Regions from separate parts of the Mus musculus genome. Here region 1 is linked to region 2. A link is a contact called in public Hi-C data. All regions are on one chromosome and are shown on one strand. Each heading gives the region's core, a stretch centred on a gene start, on an enhancer-like site or on the middle of the called end of the contact. The rest is flanking DNA. Distances are from core to core; before and after follow the strand shown. Region 1 overlaps Itpr1 (inositol 1,4,5-trisphosphate receptor 1). Region 2 overlaps Sumf1 (sulfatase modifying factor 1).

Region 1 (2,983 bases), core at 409-2,908, 380 kb after region 2:
ATTTTGTTATACTTTTAGAGTGCTTTCCTGCTTACACACACGAGCCCAAATGACTCTTAAGATGTCCACCCATATACTCTGCTATAATGATATAGAATTTGTAAATACAAATTAATTCCTAAGATCTTATTTGAAAATGGGCTTGATAATGACAGTAAGATTTGGGATCTTTGTTCTCCTTCTCTGGGATCATTCTACAAAATTTAATAAAGTGAGGCTGGATATCTGGGGCTTTTGATGGGTAAGTTGGCCTCTAAGATCCCTCAATCGATTTGGGTACATGACTTTGTCAGCCAGTCCCCAGCATCTGATCCCTTCACAGAAGCTGGTTTACCCTGATGAGAGAAAGCTCACTACCCAGCAGCCACATGCTTCTGTCTTCTGAAATACAACATTCTTTTCTCCCTCAGCATTTCATCCCGTGAACTAAGATGGTTTTATGTGTCTGAGTGACTGACACAGGCCTGTAGAGTCTCAGCAGCAGCAGGTCACTGAAGCTGCTCTGTAGATAACAGATTACAGGCAGAGAAACACTTCAGCGTTTTAGCTAGTAGCTTTGAATCAGAGTATTTTATGGGCTGATCTTTTGCCTGTCGCTCTGTTGAGAAATTTACTAAAATGAATGTGGGGTAGTATAAATGTTTATCAGGGGATATAGCAGGGTAGACAGTGCCATGTTTTTCTTTCAGCAGAAAAGAAACATTGTAAGCAGCTCATGTTTAACTATTTAAGCTCATGTGAGTAGAGTCGAGTCTGTGAAGGATCCCTCCATGCTCCCACAAACACTGACTGTCAGCTTTGGTCTAGTCACTCCATAGAGCTGGGTCCAGCCCCTCACCTTAAACAGTAGTGAGCGCCTAGGAATTCCTTCGTGGACTCCCCTGATGTTTTACATTGTGATTTGAGCTGGGGATGTAACTCAATTGGTAGAATGCTTGCCCAGAGCCACCGAAGTGGACATGGCAGTACATAGCTATAATTCAGCTGTCAAGAGATAGAGGCTGGAGCATCAAGAGTTCAAGGTCAACTTAGACACAGTGAGTTTGAGGCCAGCTTGGGATACATGAGATCATGACTCCCTTCCCCCACCAACATACACACACACACACACACACACACACACACACAAAGATGTGCAAGAACATGGGTTGCCTTCTTTATTTTGAACCAGGTCTATGAATGGCTTCTCCTGAAAGATCACCTTAACTGATCTCAACTGATATATCATATTTAGACTTAGGTCTCTCAAGATATGGACACCACTAGTTCACAATGCAAACCCAGTGAGCCACCAGCACTTGTAAATAATGGCTTTTTTTTTTTTAAGCACACAGCTGCATCTTTCCTTTTCCATCATGCTCATAGATATCTTGAAGAGGGCATATGGTTCATAAAGACAAAAGTAGTCTGTGTCAGAAAAGACTGGCTCCCAGAGAAATGCTGGGAACCCATAGTAGATCATTGTTCCTGCCTACAGGGGTGTTCTGAAAAGTGTGCAGTGTGTATTGATAAGATCAAAGTGGTCCAGGTGAGAAGACAGCGGCTAGGCCCAGAGTGAATCAGTTCCCCTGGATCTCTGTGCATTCCTGCCCCGAGTATGAGGCATGCTGTTCAGGAGGGAGGCATCATGGGAAGAAGGAAGTGAGGTGAGAGAAGGAAAAGTCCCACTCTGCTAACCAAAGGTGAGAAAGACCGTTCACACGTACAGGCTGAGACACCAAGAGGATGGAGCTGGGTGGGGCATGTGGCTGAACTGCCCAGCCTTGTACAGTGAGCAGCATCTGTCGCCTACTGAAGGCTGGAAGGAACGTGGTGGTACCTTCCAGAAGTTCACAAACTGGAAATGGATTCAGGAGCCCATTGCCTCGTCTTCAGTCCATTAACAATCCCTTTACCCAAGGAAATTCACACATGGCCTTTAAAATGCCAGAACAGGAAGGAACTTAATGCAGGTTCCCCCCAGCCCCATGTAGCTCCTTTTAAATACAGTGCAGTGTGAGGTACTTACAGTGGTCAAAGCCTCAGAGAAAAGATGGTAACATCAGGGGCACATAAAGGGCGCGGGGTTTCAGTTAGGAAGAAGGAGTGTAGGAAGCCTGGTGTAGGCTATGCAGCAGTGTGAATGTATTCGGTGCTCCTGGGTTGTGACTTAAAAATTACTGTTTCTTCTGCGTGTTCTTATGCCCCATTCTGAAACAAAGTTTGTCAGTCATGTAGCTTGGCAAAGCTAAGAGCCGTAGTACTACAGACAGAAGCTAAAGAGGCAGTGTCCACTGCTCAGCTAGGAGCTTAAACTAGAAGCCTACTTTCCCCTTACATTCAATTGTACAGCAGTTTCCTCTTCCGGGAATTAAGAGCTCCACCGTGTTGACTGCAGCTTCTCTAGGCTAGGGAGACGGCTCAGTCAGTAAAGTGCTGGCCACAAGAGCCCGAGGGCCTGGGTTTGGCTCCCCAGAACCCACGGAAGAAGTCAGACCAGGTGTCCGTATACCTGTGCTCCCAAAGAAGCGGGGATCTCTGGGGTTTGCTGGCCAGGGAGTCTAGCCAAGTTGGGGAGCTCACATGAATAAGAGTCCTTTTCTCAAAATAATTAAGTGGGGTCAAGCATAGTAATCTACACCTTTAATCTCAATGTTTGTAAGTCAGAGTCAGACAGAGACCTCTGTGAGTTCAAAGCCAGCCTGATCTACACACTTTTGGGCCAGTCAGTAGTACCTAATGAGTACTGTTTCCAAACCAAACCAAAACATAAACGAACAAACAACATATGGAGAGTTAACAAGGAAGACTCTGATGCCAGCCATGGGAGGATGACGGGAAAAGATAACTCTTTTCCGTTTCCACCCTCAGAAGTGCCTCCCTCTGTTTCTCTTTGTGAATTCTAGGAAAGAAACCTTGATTGGTTCCCCAGAATGAGAGCCATGTCCCTGGTCAGCAGCGATTCTGAAGGGGAACAGAACGAGCTGAGGAACCTGCAGGAGAA
Region 2 (3,060 bases), core at 211-2,710:
TCCAGTCATCTAGCCCTAGACTTCCCTTTCCAAATAACTCTGGAGCTCTGAACCCGCCTCAACCCGGATCACCAAACCAGCATCTCAAACCAAAGAAGAGCTGTCTTTGCAGCCTGAGAGATAAACAGGTCATACCAGGTCTGAGCTCTGCCCTTCCAAGAACTAAATGTTCTAATCCAACACCTGAATGATAAGCTTTCATTCTGCCAGATACATAATAACCACCTACTGAGTGACCGTCACTGTACTAGAGACACAGGAGTAAATAACACAATGCAAAGTGGGGCAGGAGGGTGTACACTTTTAATCCCAGCATTTGGAAGGCCGAGCCAGGTGCGTCTCTGAGTTTGAAGCCAGCCTGGCCTACAGAGTGAGTTCCAGACAGGCAGAGCTACACAGAGAGAGCCTATCTCAAAACAAAAACAAACAAATAACCCTCTGGTGCATTCGCCCCACCTTCTGGGATGAACCCTAGTAAGGTAAACATTTATGAAATGCCTACAGGAGCCCGCATGACAACAAAGACAAGCAGCACAGAAGATACAAGAAGCCAGAGAACTCCTACCACACAAGGAGCCCTGGAACAAGCGAGAAGGATGGTGTCCACGGACCTCCCAGAGGAAGCTCGCTAATACCTGACCACAGAAATGATGGTGGGTAGTCACAGCAGGTGGTCACAGCAGCCCCTCTACCTGAGCTGCTCCTAAGATCAGTTCCCTCACCAGCAAGGGTCCAATGAATTACTCTTTCACACGCCGACTTTCCAGGACTCTTGTCCCACAAACTCTTGACACTGACCCACCATGGTTCCCTTCCAGCACAGAATCTCAAACCAACCAGAAACCACCTCACCAAAGCAGAGTAACAGGAGGGAGACAGGGCAGGAAGGATCTGAGCAGAGCTACAAAGCTGCTCTAGACACACCTCCTTCTAAAACTCACCAAACGTTCATAGTGAGCAACAGAGATGGCGCCCGTTGTTTTCCCGGTGTTACAACAAAATATGAGCTGCTGGGTAATGTTTAAAGAAAACTAGTTTGGGTTGGGAGTGCAGTTCAGTGTCTACCATATAAAAAGCTCATTCCCTATCATCACAAATGAGGGGAAAAAAAAGAGGATGAGTCCATAGCTAATGATTCCATTCATGGATGTAGTTCTAGAGGCCAGAGGTCAGGTGTCTTCCCCATTCGCTTAATGTCTTTCTTCAGATAGAATTTCTAAGTGGCCTGGAGCTCACCAAGTTAGACAGGCAGGCCAAGCACCAAGAATCCTGCTGCCTGTCTCCCAAGTTCTAAAGTTATAGTCATGAACTACTGAAGCCAGCTTTTTCACATGGGATCTGGGGATCAAATTCACATCTTCATGTTCTCAGACAAGCAGCTTACTGAGTGGGCCGTCTCTCCAGCCCAGGCTTGCCCTTTTATAACAAGGCTTATAAGGTCATCAATCCCGTCGGTAGGCTGTCTCCCCAGTGACCTAATTACCTCCTCATATTGAAAGTGAAAGTGCGTCTCAATAGTCTACTTAAACTCTACCACTTCTCCACATTACCATATTGAAACTAACCTTCTGGTACAACCACATCTAAACATGGGATAATAATGGAGAATAATAGTGTGCCACACACATACACACATGCACACGTGTACACACCCACAACATGCTGTTGCAAAATGAAGTAGTCATAAAATTATAGGCAAAAGTGTTCTCAAAAAATACACATATGTGCCAAAGTCAATAAAGAAGTGGAAATTAAAGGAAAAAATCATTTTATCAATATTACTTTTATTTCAGAAACTCAAGAGACAAAATGAATACAATTTTTAACTTAAGGGAAAAGAAAGACAGGGGTAATTCAAGGAACAAGTAATACACATAGAACGTAGACCTCTGTGATATAGTGTTTGCTTATCATGTATAAGACTCTAGGTTTGACCTCCACCCACAAAAGTTTACAAATTAAAGGCTCCAAGAGGGCAGTAAAGGCACAAAACACACACACACACACACACACAGTAAAAGCAACGAAAAATTTTGGGTGGAGTGTTTTGTGAGTTGATGTCCTTATCCCTTCACTGGAAGCCCTGCCTAGCTACAGAAGGTGGCCACTTAAGGCTCCATGTCCCCCACTACAAGGAGCCTCAGCTAGAGTCACCCTCACAGACTCCCTGGAACTACCCCCATCCCAAGTGTCTAGTACTTCCTAGAGATGGTGCTTCCCCAAGCCGATTTTTATCTAAAGTCCCCAGCCCTGCATTCCACCCCTGCTCTCCCTATATCTCACCCCCACCAGTTCCCCTCCTCTTCCTCTCCCATCCAGTTCCCTTCCTCCCTCCATCCAATGACAATTTATTTCCCATTCTGAGTGAAATTCAAGCATGTTCCCTTGGGCCTTCCTTGTTATTTAGCTTCTTTGAATCTGTGGATTATATCCTAGGTATTCTGTACTTTATGGTTAATATCCACGTATTAGTGAGTACACACCACACATGTCCTTTTGGATCTAGATTACCTCACGCAGGATGATAGTTTCTAGTTCCATCCATTTGTCCACAAACTTCATGATGTCTTTGTTTTAACAGCTGAGTAGTATTCTATTGTGTAAATCAACCACATTTTCTTCTCAATCCCTTCGGGTGAGGGACATCTGGGTTGTTTCAGTTTCTGGCTGTTATAAATAGAGCTGCTATGAACATAGTGGAGTCAGTGTCCTCAGGGTACTGTGGAGCATCTTTTGGGTATTTACCTATGAGGAGTATAGCTGGGTTGTGAGGGAGAACTATTCCCAATTTTCTGAGAAACCACAAAACTGATTTTCAGAGTGGTTGTACAAATTTGCCCTAAAACCTTTGAAACAAAATTTGTCCTGCCTTCAAGAAGTGCAGAGACAAAGATGTTGTAGAGACTGAGGAAATGGCCCTACTTAAAATCCATCCCATGGACAAGAACCAATCCCTGACACGACTAGTGATACTCTGTTATGTTTGCAGACAGGAGCCTAGCATAAATGTCCCCTTAGAAGCTCCACCCAGCAACTGACTGAAACAGATGCAGAGACCCA

The links. Hi-C and Micro-C count contacts between places; a contact is called where the count stands out from the background.
Region 1: a Hi-C map of CD4 T cells shows a contact between it and region 2, with 5 times the contacts expected there. The contact joins two enhancer-like sites. A contact is called at or near these places in 2 of 484 Hi-C or Micro-C datasets (CD4 T cells and the G1E-ER4 cell line), 1 of 115 datasets of contacts at active chromatin or transcription factors (effector CD8 T cells) and 1 of 9 other capture datasets (adipose tissue).

Annotation. Positions count from the first base shown.
Region 1 is chr6:108,539,018-108,542,000 of GRCm38.p6, forward strand. It overlaps Itpr1 (inositol 1,4,5-trisphosphate receptor 1), which reads left to right. Exons shown (of 62, transcript NM_010585.5): 61 at 2,886-2,983. Among named protein-coding and RNA genes, the nearest start is that of Gm44040, 4.8 kb to the left of the region's middle. Within about 2 kb of position 1,659, at least 19 of the 459 cell types and tissues checked have an H3K27ac peak or open chromatin away from gene starts, as enhancers often do.
Region 2 is chr6:108,163,626-108,166,685 of GRCm38.p6, forward strand. The region is part of intron 3 of Sumf1 (sulfatase modifying factor 1); the gene reads right to left. Among named protein-coding and RNA genes, the nearest start is that of Sumf1, 20 kb to the right of the region's middle. Within about 2 kb of position 1,461, at least 43 of the 459 cell types and tissues checked have an H3K27ac peak or open chromatin away from gene starts, as enhancers often do.